Linked DNA regions of Mus musculus: region 1 is linked to region 2. The links are chromatin contacts, called in public HiChIP or PLAC-seq maps. All regions are on one chromosome and are shown on one strand. The core of a region is the stretch at or near the end of the contact, and the rest is flanking DNA. Distances in the headings are between cores, read along the strand shown.

Evidence for each region. HiChIP or PLAC-seq counts read pairs in DNA pulled down with a chosen protein or histone mark.
Region 1: a CTCF HiChIP or PLAC-seq map of the NIH/3T3 cell line shows a contact between it and region 2, with 14 read pairs. The contact joins the promoter of Cxcl2 here to the enhancer-like site in region 2. A contact is called at or near these places in 1 of 39 promoter capture datasets (macrophages), 1 of 15 datasets of contacts at CTCF or cohesin (the NIH/3T3 cell line), 1 of 484 Hi-C or Micro-C datasets (myocytes), 2 of 115 datasets of contacts at active chromatin or transcription factors (heart atrium and pancreatic cancer cells) and 2 of 9 other capture datasets (adipose tissue and pancreatic islet).

The regions. Positions count from the first base shown.
Region 1 is chr5:90,898,367-90,905,524 of GRCm38.p6, forward strand. Cxcl2 (chemokine (C-X-C motif) ligand 2) reads left to right here and starts at 5,533. Exons shown (of 4, transcript NM_009140.2): 1 at 5,533-5,657; 2 at 5,750-5,873; 3 at 5,991-6,074; 4 at 6,823-7,158. The coding sequence starts at 5,579. The coding sequence ends at 6,838.
Region 2 is chr5:90,830,318-90,837,605 of GRCm38.p6, forward strand. No RefSeq gene overlaps it. Among named protein-coding and RNA genes, the nearest start is that of Cxcl15, 39 kb to the left of the region's middle. Within about 2 kb of position 2,359, at least 62 of the 459 cell types and tissues checked have an H3K27ac peak or open chromatin away from gene starts, as enhancers often do. A contact at or near this core is called in the NIH/3T3 cell line, adipose tissue, heart atrium and 2 more, where this site is marked.

The DNA.
Region 1 (7,158 bases), core at 4,283-6,782, 71 kb after region 2:
GGGTCATAGTGCCCCCTTCCTGCACACAGGCTAAAAAGATCAAGAATGGGGGCAGGGAGCAGACTGGGTCTCTAAGGAGGCCATGTCTTGGGGGAGGGAGGAAGGTGAAAAAAAAAAGAGAAAACAAAAAGCTCTCTCACCTTTTTGCTCAAGACATGGCCTCCTCAGAGACACTTGTAAGTGTCCCAGTGGAACAAATAGAAGAGTAAACTATGTAATGGCAGACAACAAAGAATGCTAGCTATTTCTCCACGGGCAGCTCTGATGAGCTCACTTACTTACTATGTTCTCAAGATTGAAAAAGGAAGGAAAAGGTTACTAAACATTAGCCAATAGGGAAGTAAAATTTTTTTCCAGTTTGTTTTATTGGGAAGGAAAGGAAGTATGGGTTGAAATGAAACTCTTAATGAAGTTGTGACCTTTTCTGGAGGTGGAACTATGGAATTATATAGGAAACAATGACAATTTAAAGAATGCTGTAATGAGAAAAGTGTGTGTGTGTATGTGTGTGGGTGTGTGTATGTGTGTGGAAAGCAGAAGTCAACACCACGTGGGCGCAGGGAATCCAGACTCAGGGTCTTAGGCTTCTGTAGCACACACTTTGCTGACTACTCCTAGAGAATACTTTTTTCTTTAAGACTGTTGGTACAAAGCATGTCTCAGCATAGTCTTTCTTTTTATGTCTTTCCCTATAACTGTGTCAAGATCTAATGAAATCTACCCTCTATGTGTAAGTGTCTGGACAATGGAATTCAGAATAAATGAATAATTTGTATTCAGTAAGGAGCTATATGCTGAAAAATTAAAATTGAATCACTAAGAATGAGTTATGAGTTTCAGGTCTTCTTTTTTATCTTGTTATTGATTATCCCATATTTAACCTTTTTTCTTGCAACAACAAAACACGTCAAATTAAGTGAATTACTAATACAATTATGAATATGTTACTTGGCCTTGAAAATCAAAGTATCTCATTTACTTACAAGGCGAAATACCATTGAGTTTTGTTTTAAAAGATTGAATTTATCTTATCCATTTGGAGAGAAGCTGGAAAACATTACAAACAGGCATGCCTCAGGAAGTCCAGCTTTGTGGCAGGGAAAGGTACTTTAGGGCAAAGTCTCAGGTACACTGATTGCTGAGTCCTGGTCCAAAGTCTGGTTGACTATGGGACACGGTCCATGCAGGATCTTCATCTTTTTAGTCCAGATTCACAAAGGACCGAGGGGAGGAACTGGCCTGTGATCTGCTGCTGCTCCCACTTCGCCTATGCACCTTTCAAACAAGTCTTTGCTTGCTCTGTCCTTTCCCTTCAGAAGGTTTCCTGCCTCTCGGAATTATCTCCTTTCCCTGGAAGGCTTCTTTAACATTGTCAGAACAGAGAAGGTCCTCTGTGTCTGAAAGAGCTCCCAATGCCACAGTGGGAACTGGATTATCACCGTTTTTCTCCAAATACCTTGAATGTGTCTCACATAGCTTATCACAGCCTCTGTTGGGTTTCTGCGTCTTCCCCCCTCAGGTATGTATCTTCCCGATTGAAAGGAGAGGTCCAGGGTCACAGGGTCACCTACCTCTCTCGGTGTCCAAGGCACCTAACTTCATTCTTACATTATAAATCTTGAGAACTTACATTGAAAATGCTGAGAGAAAAGGAGAGAGGAAGTTTAAAAGCAAGCTGAAACGTCCGTCTTGAGAGAGAATCTATCAATAAGCGGAGTCCGTAACACACAACTGCAGGCGAGATGGACTGAATGAAAAAGAGAATCAATTGGTCTTTCTGGGATACCTAAAGCCAGGTGAGAGTGGGTGGAAGGCAGAATTTCCAAGCTCAAAGCGTACACCTGGTGACTGGTCTCACTTGGGCGGGATAGGTGGCTTTTCTCTAGACTGCCTCAGCTTCAAGCAGCCTCTCCCAGATCAAGCTCTGGCAGAACTCCAAGGTGCTGGCTTGCCAGCTGCGACCCAGCAGGAAGTAAGGACCTGTTTTGTATTTTCTAAAAAATCATTTCCTGACAGAAAGGACCAGAGGGATTTTTTTTTTCTGACTTGGACATGATTACATCATTTGCCTGCTGGCAAGCTTACCAAGGCCTCTACAACGTTGAGGCTCAGCCACAAAGGACTGGCAAATGCTCCGTGAGTCTGTCCGCTTACTTCCAGAGCTGTGCCGTAGATCACTTGTCTTGAACCCAGACTGGGAAGAGAGAGAGAGAGACAGCAGGGACTGGAGTCTTGCTTCTCAAAGGATAGTGAGGACTCTGTCATCAAAAGTCAGCAAGAAAATGCTTAGAATCAGGCATAAAAGAAGAGCGTATTAGAGATGCACTCATAGATGCTTTGGATTGAATGAACTGAGAGATCTAGACACGTTTTAATCATTCATTTTCATTATATGCAGATGAGTGCTTACCTAAATACATATACGGGTATCACATGCATGTCTGGTACCCACAAAGGCCAGTTCTGGGGAACTGGATAATAATCCTCTGAATAAACAGCAAGGGCTCCTAACTGCTGAGTCATCTCTCTATCCCTGAGTCGAGGGATTTAACGCATCATAATGATGTCACTATTGTTCCCTCAGCTAGATTGATTCGTAATTCAGGAAGCACTAACTGAAAGAGGGCTGGCAGACATCTTGATTCCTGGTAGCAAGTAGGAAAAACAGCATCCACCACCAGACCATCCCTGCAGCGTCATCTACGCTCAGGATGAGCACAGCTCTGGACTTAAAAGATCTCGCATGTGTAAAACATCAAAGGATGATAAGTGAATGTTTCGTGGTGGTTCCATTCCTTTCAAATTGATAGTATGACTTTAAAGTTTGGGCATAGAATTTGTCATTTTATTCATACCAAATGTAATTGGCTGGAGCTGGTACTTAACACTTCCAGAAAAAATTGAATTATTTTAGTATAATGTTATTTCTCTTTAAAGCTTCAAAAACAGCAAGTCAAAGGTTGTTAGGGACTGGCTATGAAGATGGATATTGTGTTAGAAGGAAAAAAAATGCTAGTATTCCATTTTGTAAGCAACTGTTGCTTTACTCTGTCTTTACTGGTATATATTTAGTAATTACTTTTTGAAACATTGTATGCTTCAGAGACTGCTGTAGGAACCCGGTACTTTATTCTATTCTCTCTGAGTATTTCCTTATGTCAACATATCAGATTGCACCTGGAAATCCCTACAGCAGATAGTTTCTGTTTTCTACTATCATAAAGATACTAATGGGCTGACCAGCATCCTGATAATACTGAAGGCAAATATTTCAGTTAAAAACCTGATAAAGTGGTCACATTAAATCCACAGAAGTCTGTGAGCCTTATCTAGGCAGTTAAAACCCATGAATAAAATGTCCATGAATAAAATGCCTCTTAGAAGCTCCAATTTCCACCGGCTTCAGTTCTGAAGAGGATGTATATTAATTTGGGAGGGCGGGGGGGGGGGGGAGGACAAAGCATACATATGTGTTAAATACACCACGTTCATTCTACAAATGTAAAGTCTTACTGGGAGTACAACACCCAGATGTTCTGCCACTTCACCGATTTTAAACATTAGGAAAGCCAAAGTTGAGCCATGAGATACAAACATTAAATAAATAAATAAATAAATAAATAAAACCCCACAATTCTCCTAAACCTAAGAATCACTTATCTCAGGAAACATCTAATTCTTTATAAATTTTACTAGTAATTGAGATGAGTATGTTCATTCAGATTTTGTAGTTTTAGTTGATAAACCAATTAAATTAGGTAAGAGACTCATCTAAATTCTTTTTTCCCCCTGAGACAGAGTTTCGTTATACAGCCCCCATCGCCTGGAGCTCACAGAGATCTGGGCGCCTCTATCTGCCGAGGGCTAGGGTTAAATGTGTTTGCCATCAATCCCTGCTCCAAATTATCTCCTAAGGGGTGGGGGTGGGGGGCAAAAACGAATAGGAAATTGTTTTGCTTTTCAAGAATTATTTGTGTTTGTGTGTGTGAGTGTGTGGCTTTAACTCTTAGGTGAGTCTTGTTTTAGTAATATGGAGGCAAAAACAAATTTTGTTTTTGTGTTTTTTTTTTTTTACCTTAGCATTTATACAGTGAGTTTTTAGAAACATTAACATTTATTCATCTGAACATTTTGAGACAGTTATTTGGGTGCATTTCAAAGATAAGAAGCTAGCACATTGGTCACAGGTGGGTGTCTATGTCCCAGTATCTAGTGGCACAGCATTTCCTCTCTGGCAGCTTTGAATATCCTCCTGCCTCTCACACGCTTCTCTGTAAAACGACCACATGGCTCTCAGAGAGCTGCACTCAGACCCACAACTATCTACAACTTGTGTTCTAGATGACCAAGAAATAAAACCCAGGGTGAGAAAAATGAGCTAGTGAAAGACAAAGGCTAGAACTGAGGGCTACAATAGTTTGTCACAATCAGTGAAAGCTCAATATGATCCTCTAGTGGAGAAATCAAATCACTGGGACAAGAATGGATGTATACAGTGTGTGTGTGGGGGGGGCTAGATTTGCCTCGATAACAAAGGGAGAGAGAGAGAGAGAGAGAGAGAGAGAGAGAGAGAGAGAGAGAGAGAGAGAGAGAGAGAGAGATTGAAATCTGGCATCTAAATATTTCACAGATACAGGTACACGTTTGTTGTGAAGCGGACATGTGAAGGGCGCTACCTCCTCTAGGTGTCAGCACTGACTGGCGAGTAGACTGTCCCCAGGAGAGCCCTTGCCTCCTGCAGCTGGAGACCGCCGAGAGACCACCAAGTCTCTGTTTCTTGAATTCATGAAAATCTCTTACAGCTGATGTGGTGCTCACCAGCACACTGGAAGAGCCTCGGAAGTTCCAGAATTTCACAGAGGAAGTTATATGAGATTACAACACTTTGTCCTAGGTTAAACATGAATTAAGCTTTTGACACATCTCCCCCCCCCCCCCCCACGGCCCCAAGTCGGGTAGAAGGATATGACACAAAATGTGATTTACTCGTGCTCAGTACACCGCAGGAACAATGCACTCTTGTGTACAGCCTGAGATGACTAAATTTCAACGGTGTACTTACGCAGACGTAAATAAATCTTCATCTAGTACTATCTATGAGTATGTAACTAATAGAGAAGCAATCCCCCATCCCCCGCGCGTTCACGCTTGAACACACACACACCTTAATTTCTTCAGTCCTAATGACTAAAGTTCCCCAAACTGTTAGGTCTCCACTGATGACATAGCTCAGTAACCACTGTCCTCTAGCAGGTGGTCACTTCAGCGCAGACATCACTTCCTTCCTTTTGAGGATTTGGGGAAGGACATCCCAGGGTCCCATAGTGGAAGGGCAGGGCAGTAGAATGAGGCAGGCAGCTCACGCGCGCGTGTCCCCAACCCACTCAGCTTAGGGGCGGGGCTCTGTGCTTCCTGATGAGGGGACCCTGAGCTCAGGGAATTTCCCTGGTCCCCGGGCTTTTCCAGACATCGTGCATAAAAGGAGCTCTCGGGACCTCAGAGCCCCAGACTGCGCCTCAGTGCCTCCAACAAGCTTCCTCGGGCACTCCAGACTCCAGCCACACTTCAGCCTAGCGCCATGGCCCCTCCCACCTGCCGGCTCCTCAGTGCTGCACTGGTCCTGCTGCTGCTGCTGGCCACCAACCACCAGGCTACAGGTGGGATTCGGATTCGAGGCTGATGTTTCTGGGGAAGCCTCAGGTGGGCGCAGCCATCCCCAGCCCTTCTGACCCAGTGTCTTCTCCTACAGGGGCTGTTGTGGCCAGTGAACTGCGCTGTCAATGCCTGAAGACCCTGCCAAGGGTTGACTTCAAGAACATCCAGAGCTTGAGTGTGACGCCCCCAGGACCCCACTGCGCCCAGACAGAAGTCATGTGAGTGTCTCCCTGGATAGCCTCTGCCATGGCCAGAGTTGCCCAGACCCTCCTGCCGCCCCATGCTCACCCTAAAGAAACCTCGTGCCTTATAATGATCCCCACATCTCTCTGCAGAGCCACTCTCAAGGGCGGTCAAAAAGTTTGCCTTGACCCTGAAGCCCCCCTGGTTCAGAAAATCATCCAAAAGATACTGAACAAGTGAGTCGCGATTTGTGCTTACACCTGACTGGCACCCGATTTCTGAAAATTATAGCAGGGAAAATCAAGGTTAACTTCAGTTCAGGAACCTGAATTATTATTTTCATTGTTAACTTTGTCCTGTGAGCATCAGTTTGAATTGATAGAAGGGTACGACTAGCTCCTTTCATCTACACACGTAAAAGTCCTTCCTTAATGGATGGTCGCTGTGTGTCCCTAAGAATTAAGTAGATAGAACCAACTAGCGCTGGTGTAAAGCCTGTTATCTATTAAGATTCAATACTTTACCCCTGCCCTTTCCATGTCTGTGGGCTGTAAAGTCTAACTCTTGGTTTTGGTCAAGGTGAGCCTCTAAGGCTTCCCGATGAAGAAGAGCTGGGGTTTCCAGTGAGAGGCTTGAAATTCAGGTGTAGGCTCTCGCTCTTATCCTGACTGAGTTCAGTGAAAAAGCAATAGGTATTGTTCTTGTTTACAACGTACGCGAAGTCATGCCTTGACATTTTTACTCTTAACATCATTTGGAAAGGTTCAAGCTGGTACAATTGTAACGCCAGCTCTACTATTCTAGTTTCAAAGCGCCCAGAGTGTTTATTGCTGGAAAGTCCAGCAATAGGTAGCAGGTCCCTTGTGGAGGCTAGAGATGGTTTCGTTTGGAGAGTAAACCAAGGTCCAGGATGAAGTCAAAAGAAGGGGGCTCTGCAACCCGCCTTTAAGATACCCACTAACAGCAACCATTTTCTCATCACAGAGGCAAGGCTAACTGACCTGGAAAGGAGGAGCCTGGGCTGCTGTCCCTCAACGGAAGAACCAAAGAGAAAGAAAAAAACAAACAGCACCCGGGAAGCCTGGATCGTACCTGATGTGCCTCGCTGTCTGAGAGTTCACTTATTTATTTATCTATGTATTTATTTATTTATTAATTCCATTGCCCAGATGTTGTTATGTTTATTTTGATATTTAAAGATATGCATTCGCTAATTCACTGTAATATCTTAAAAGGTCATTTTAATATGTTAAAGTTTATTTTAATAATGTTTAATGTGTTCAATTAAAGTTATTTAACTTATATAGTTGGAAGGTGATA
Region 2 (7,288 bases), core at 1,109-3,608:
GAGATATACCCCATGGGAGAGGGCCAGATCCTGACACTATTAATGACACTCTGCTATGCTTGCAGATAGGAGCCAGAAGAACTGTCACAGTGGATAAGAGGCTTCATCCAGCAGCTGAAACAGACGCAGAAACCATAGCCAAACATGAGGCGGTACTCAGGGAGTCTTGTGGAAGACTCTACAAGGGAAACAAGAAGACCTACAGAGCCAACTAACCTGGGCTTATGGCTGCTCACGGAGACTGAACCACCAACCAAAGAGCATGCATGGACTGGACTTAGGTGCCCTACACAGATGTAACAGATGTGCAGCTTGGAGAGAAGGGATAGTGGCTGTGATGTGATCAGGATGTAAAGTGGACACATAAGTTAATTAATGGATAAAAGAAGGCACAATATTATATACTTCAGACTATTGAATCTTGAAAGCAGAAGGGAGGCCAAACTTTATGATAGAGCTCTGACATTCCTAAAAGACACAACTACACAGTAAACTGCTCTTTGGCTCTTAGTCTTTCTGCTCCCTCTTCTGAAGCAATCCCTGAGCCTCAGGCGCAGGAGAGGTTTGCAGGTGTGTCTACTGGGACAGGGGTCCATAGCTCTGAATTTTTAAAATTGAAGCTACATTTTCTTTTCCCTTGTATTATTATCTGATTATGGTTGTCTTTCCCCTCAGAGTCTCCCAGATCCTCTCCCTCTCCTTTGGGATCCCACCCAAATCCACGGCCTTTCTTTCTCTCATTAGAAAGCAGGCATCTAGAAAATAATAGTAAAATAAGATAAAAACATACATACAGACAGAAGAAAAGGAGCTAAAGAAAAGGCATTAAAACACATATAGATGTGGAGTCACACAAGTTCATGTACACAGAAACCCCATGAAAACACAAAATTGGAAACAATACATGTAAAAGACTTGTAAGTTATAAAACAGTAGTAGCTCATTTTTTTCTACATCATACATAATTATACAAAACAATATGTTGGGAAAATGTAAGCCAAGTGGGAAGCCTTATTTTATCCCGTGATTGATTCTTGAAGGAAAAGCATATCAATAGGGTATTCACCCTGAAGACTCAGAATGCAATGTGTGACATTGCACAGTCTTCGTGTGTTTTCAGGGCCACGCTAAACAAACCTGTGATGTACATAACCTTAAATCAATCATTGTGGAATAATTCTGATGGATCTTTGTCAGTCTTGAGACCTGGATAGTTTTGGCACTCGTGATCTATTCTGCACACTGGCCTTTGGTGGGTTCCTTTCCAGCACGCTGACTCTGTGGAAATACAACCACTGTTGGCATGGTGCAAGTGTAAATGTCCGGTCATTGTCTGAGGCTGGCATGTAATTTCCATACACGTTAGGAAAACCCACTAGGGTCAAACGGCAGTCATTAAGCTGCATGTAAGCCATAGTAACACGTTCCTCAGAACACACTGGGCCTTATTTCAAGCAGTAGTTGCTGAGATTTCATTTTTTCAGTTCCTCTCAGAAGAGCCTGGCTTGGATACATAAGGTGGTTGTTGCATTTTTACTTTCACAAACTCTGGAAGTCTGGTGGAACCTTTGAGCAAAAGCAGCACCATGTGCATTTGGAGGTAAATGGGAGCCAGGGGTATCTTAGATAAGCGTTCTCAAAATGAGGTCTGGGGTCCCAGGAGATGCCAAGACACCTTCAGAGCATCTATGAGGCCGAAAGAGTCTCATAACTCTGTGAAGATGTTTTCCTGGCTCACCACAGGAGTGCTCCAGTGGTATCATGTGTGAAGATGTCAGTGTCTTAGAAGCTAGTAGAAAATTTTCCAGTCTTAATTTGTCATTCAGTAAATATAAATGCAGATAGCCTACGTTCTGAAAGTGGGGTTCTAGGGTCCCTTGGTTAGTTTTAAAAATTCAAAGTCACTTTGAGTTTTGTTTTGTTTTGTTTTGTTTTAAAGCTTGAGAGTGGCCGTGCAGAGCAAAGTTGTCCAATTAAGTTTATATCAGTGACAGATGGGCTTATCAGACCTTCGCTCTCAGACAGTAGCCATGGAACACTTAGCTGCTGCCTCCCGAAAGTGCAAGCAGACCAGTTCAGGATCTGAAGCTTTGTTTTGGTTTGACTTAAATGTAAGTGCAAACAGTCGCTGTGGGGTGTGTGTGTGTGTGTGTGTGTGATACTGGCCGATGCAGGCTGAGAGTAGGGGTGTCTCACTCCTGACTGCGTACTCCCCCTCTGTTTTACACAGGCTTATTTACTGTTACACGGAGACTTTTCTTCGAACTGTTAAACTCTTGGCTGAGTTTGTGTGGAGTATGAGGCAAATCTCTAACCGCAAGCATGCAGTGGAAAGATTAGGCATACTTTTGAAACGAGTTTGTGTACCAGATCATATTCTTGGCTCAAGAAAGAAAAAGAAAGGGGGCTGGGGAAAGGCTTGTGGTTGCTACTCTGGGAACTAAAGAATTCAAAAGGCTTGTTCTCCATGTTTCGTAGACACAGACATCTGGAATTGTTGTTTTAAAATTACAAGCAATTGTGTATGCTTTGTTACTGCAACACTTATTCAGAGGCAAGGACATAGGTGCCACTGTTGTCAGAAAGCCAGATGTCCTTTCCTTAAATTGGCCTGCCTGGCTGCTGGCGCCTGGGTGTCAGCAGACACTTTGGGAATCTCAGTTAGCGGTACTGCATGGATATAGTGCATCTGCTTCTCACACTTCTGCCAACCTTGTGTATTGGTTTGCTTCTCTCCATGGTGTTAAAACAATGACTGAAAGCGTCTTGGGTAGGGCAAGGGTATATTTAGCTTATAGTTGCACATGACAGTCCATCGTCAAGGGAGAGCATGGCGGGAACTCAAGGACTTTGAGGAGGAACTGAAGCACAGGCATAGAGGCTGTTCCTCACTGGCTTGCTCCCCAGGGCTTGCTCAGCTAGCTGTCTTACAGAGCCCAGAACCACCTGCCCAGGAGTGGTACTGCCACAGTGGGCCGGCCCTCCTAGATCAATGATTAATCAATAAACGAACCCACAAACATGCTTAGAGACTAATTTAAAGGAGAAAATTTCCTAATTGAGGTTCTCTTTTCCCAGTTGTCTCTAGTTTGTGTCAAGTTGACAAAAACTTGGCGAGAACACTGTGCATCCAGAAGACGTAGTGGATGGAGACTTGACTTGAAAACTTAAGCTTTGAGTTTTCTGACCCTGGTGAGCTATTGAGCTTCTCTGAATTTTTGTCTTGGTAATAAAATACAATTCTGACAGGGGTTCTGCTACATGCTGATGATCTTGATCTTTTCTGGCAGTCTCCCATCAAAACAAATGTTTATCAAATGCTTTTCAAAGAAATGTTTATCAAATGTTTTTCAACTTTATATGCGGTAACTTTCAGTGAGTAGGGACAGTAGGTGTTTCTTTTTCCCCCTAATATCCTGGTTAAAAATAAAAAGTGAGGGATTCTGTACAATAGTGCCGATCTCTAGCAGTGATCCTCAGCCTGGTTCCAACATTAATTTCACTCACGTTTCTTCCCTTAGAGAACTGCATAGTCTTTAAATGTGTTCTGCTTCTTACCCTTTTTTTCTGGGTCTCTAACTAAAGGCATTGGGCGGTACCCCATGCCACAGCCTGAATGCTATACTGCCCTGCAATTTCCCCCACAAAATTTGTCCATCAGGAAATAGGAAGAAAATGGCCAGATAATTTTCTAGAACATAAAACAGTCCATTGCCCAGTTCCAGACAGAGTGCTTGTTCCTTGCTGAAATCCCAGGAGCCCAACTTCTAATGGTTGCATTTTTATGAGCTTTTTTTGGTCTTCTGGACTCTTACCACGTTTGAAGGCTCCATCTATCCTTCAATTCCAAAGTTTGACAACTACCCACTCCTAGTATTAGTAGGTTATGTTACTGTTGCTGTTGCTGTAGCTCAATGTCTGATAGAAGTTGATTTACTTGGGATCACAGTTTAGAGGGATGGACTCCATCATGGCCGGGAGGTGTGGTAGCCAGGAACAGCTTGGGCCAGGGCAGCAGGAAATGGAAGCTCGTTGTACATTTTCTTCACATCTCTGGAGATCATAGGGTAGGCAGTGTGATCCAGAATCAGGGCCAATCTGAAATCCTCAAGGCTTCCCTTCCGCCAATGCACTTCTTTAATGAGCGATTCACCTCCTAAAGTCTCCACAGACTCTCAAACTATCACCGTCAGCTAGAGACCAAGTGTTCAAACCTGAGACTGTGGGAGTCATTTTGTATAAAAATCCAAACAGCTGTTAAAAATCAGAGAAGATTCTTCTGTGAGAAAGGTCATGAAGAGTTGGGCATGATTGGCTCATTTAGGGCTGGCAAGAAATCTGAATGATGGAGTCAATAGGAAAACGAAAACAGATGTTGAAAGACAGACACTTTGGAAAGAACCTATGATAGGAGGAATAATTATCTTTGAATTGGCTTCTTAGATATCAGGAAATTATTGAAAGTCCTTAAGAGAGGAAGCACTTAGCTGGCTCTGAATTTTATGGCAACCTCTGGTGTTTGCATAGGTGGCAAAATGCAACTGGGTTCAGGGAATGTTCTTATACAGCTTCTTAAGAGATCCCCTCCACTTTGACAACTGTCTGATAATGAGCAAATGATTTAGCACAGTGTTATTTTCCATAACACAGCAATGATTGTGAAAACCGTCTCAGAAGTTTGCCGTGATGGCTAAATGACATGTAATCTAAGAATTTAGAACAGCAGCTTAATATTTTCAAAGTCAACATAAATGATTATACAAAACCACATGTGTAGAAAAGAAATGTGAGCAAAATGGTAAATAGGTGCTTATTTTGACCTGGGTATAGTGACACATGTCTGGCATACCAGCATTCAGGATCAGAGGCAGGAGGATTACAAACTTTATGCCAGTATGGCTATGCACTAAGACCCTTCCTTTGTGAAGGAGAGAAAGATCTAGATTTTGGTAAGCTGCAGGTCAAGACAGGGGTCTAGGAAGGCTTGCTGGTGTCTAGTCCCAGATCAGCTTCATGTTAATCTCTCTAGGGTTCTTTTTCTTTCTCTGTAAACTAGAAGCAACAGCAATACCTGTTTCATGGAGTGTCACATGTGGTATGTATGGCGTGTCAATGGGATATATATGTGAAATGTCACATGAGATGTGTTCATCCAAGAATCCAGGATCTAATGAGCACTTAGAAAGGGTAGCTTTCATTATTAAAAAATGATTCATTTGAAGCTTGTAATCTCACGGCTCTTTACCCCCATAATTCCTGGCATTTACCACATAACTCACGGGATGCAAAAAGCAAAACCTTTGCAATCAAGTAAAGCTGAAATGAATCTCTAAGCAAATGTCCGTTGTGTAATTTTTCTCAAATTAGCCCTGTCTCATTCTAAGAAAATGCTTTCATTTCAAAAGGTGCGTTGGATGTAATTTACATGAAGTGATGTACAGTAAGCTTGTGGAAGCTGGATTCCATAATTCCATAATTCCTTTTCTTCAATCTTCTCTCGCAGTTACTCTGATATGTGAAGAAGTCATGCAAATTAGCCTAAGTATGCCTAACCTAACCAAGATTGAGGAGACCCTCATTTTCATAGCAAATAGAATAGGCAGTGCTTTAAATAGCAAGTTGTGAGTTCAGACCATTAAAAAAAGAGAGAGATGTTCTCACCTGAGGAATACCGAATGGCAGAGAAGCACCTGAAAAAATGTTCAACATCCTTAATTATCAGGGAAATGCAATTCAAAACAACCCTGAGATTCCACCTCACACCAGTCAGAATGGCTAAGATCAAAAATTCAGGTGACAGCTGATGCTGGCGAGGATGGGGAGAAAGAGGAACACTCCTCCACTGTTGGTGGGAGTGCAGGCTTGTACAACCACTCTGGAAATCAGTCTGGCAGTTTCTCAGAAAATTGGACATAGTAGTACCGGAGGATCCAGCAATACCTCTTCTGGGCATATATCCAGAAGGTGTCCCAACCGGTATGAAGGACACATGCTCCACTATGTTCATAGCAGCCTTATTTATAATAGCCAGAAGCTGGAAAGAACCCAGATGCCCCTCAACAGAGGAATGGATACAGAAAATGTGGTACATTTACACAATGGAGTACTACTCAGCTATTAAAAAGAATGAATTTATGAAATTCCTAGGCAAATGGATGGACCTGGAGGGCATTATCCTGAGCGAGGTAACCCAATCACAAAGGACCTCACACAATATGTACTCAATGATAAGTGGATACTAGCCCAAAACTTAGGATACCCAAGATATAAGATACCATTTGCCAAATGCATGAAACTCTAGAAGAATGAAGACCAAAGTGTGGACACTGTGCCCCTTCTTAGAATTGGGAACAAAACACCCATGGAAGGAGTTACAGAGACAAAGTTTGGAGCTGTGACAAAAGGATGGACCATCTAGAGACTGCATTATCTAGGGATCCACCCCATAATCAGCTTCCAAACGCTGACACCACTGCATACACTAGCAAGATTTTGCTGAAAGGACCCAGATATAGCTGCCTCTTGTGAGACTAGGTTAGGGGCCTAGCAAACACATAAGTGGATGCTCACAGTCAGCTATTGGATGGATCACAGGGCCCCCAATGGAGGAGCTAGAGAAAGTATCCAAGGAGCTAAAGAGATCTGCAACCCTGTAGGTGCAACAACATTATGAACTAACCAGTACCCAGGAGCTCTTGACTCTAGCTACATTTGTATCAAAAGATGGCCTAGTCGGCCATCACTGGAAAGAGAGGCCCATCGGACACACAAACTTTATATGCCCCAGTACAGGGGAACGCCAGGGCCAAAAAAAAAATGGAAATGGGTGGGGAGGGAAGTGGGGGGGAGGGTATGGGGGACTTTTGGGATAGCATTGGAAATGTCATTGAGGAAAATACGTAATAAATAAAAAAAAGAGAGATGACTTCATTTTCTAGATCTCTTGTTATCGAATGCACACTGATGGCCACAGACTCCTGGGGAGTGTACAAGCCGATACGAAACGTTTTCAACTGGTTAAAACATGGAAAGGTAAGGGGAGAGGAAAGAGCCAAGCACTGGAGGGTGAGAGAGGTTGAAAATGTAAGGGTGATTTTAGTGGAGGATCTGTGCAGAGGCCAGTATATGCATCAATTCACTTTTCCTTTTACATCAAGCACAGAATTAAGTTACCCATGTGAATAAGCTTTTAGTCAAATTTTAGATTACTTATGGTAGGTAGAGAGTGGCTAGGAGATCTGGTTTCAGCAAGGTGAGTGTTGATTTAAATGGCTCCACACTTTGGGAG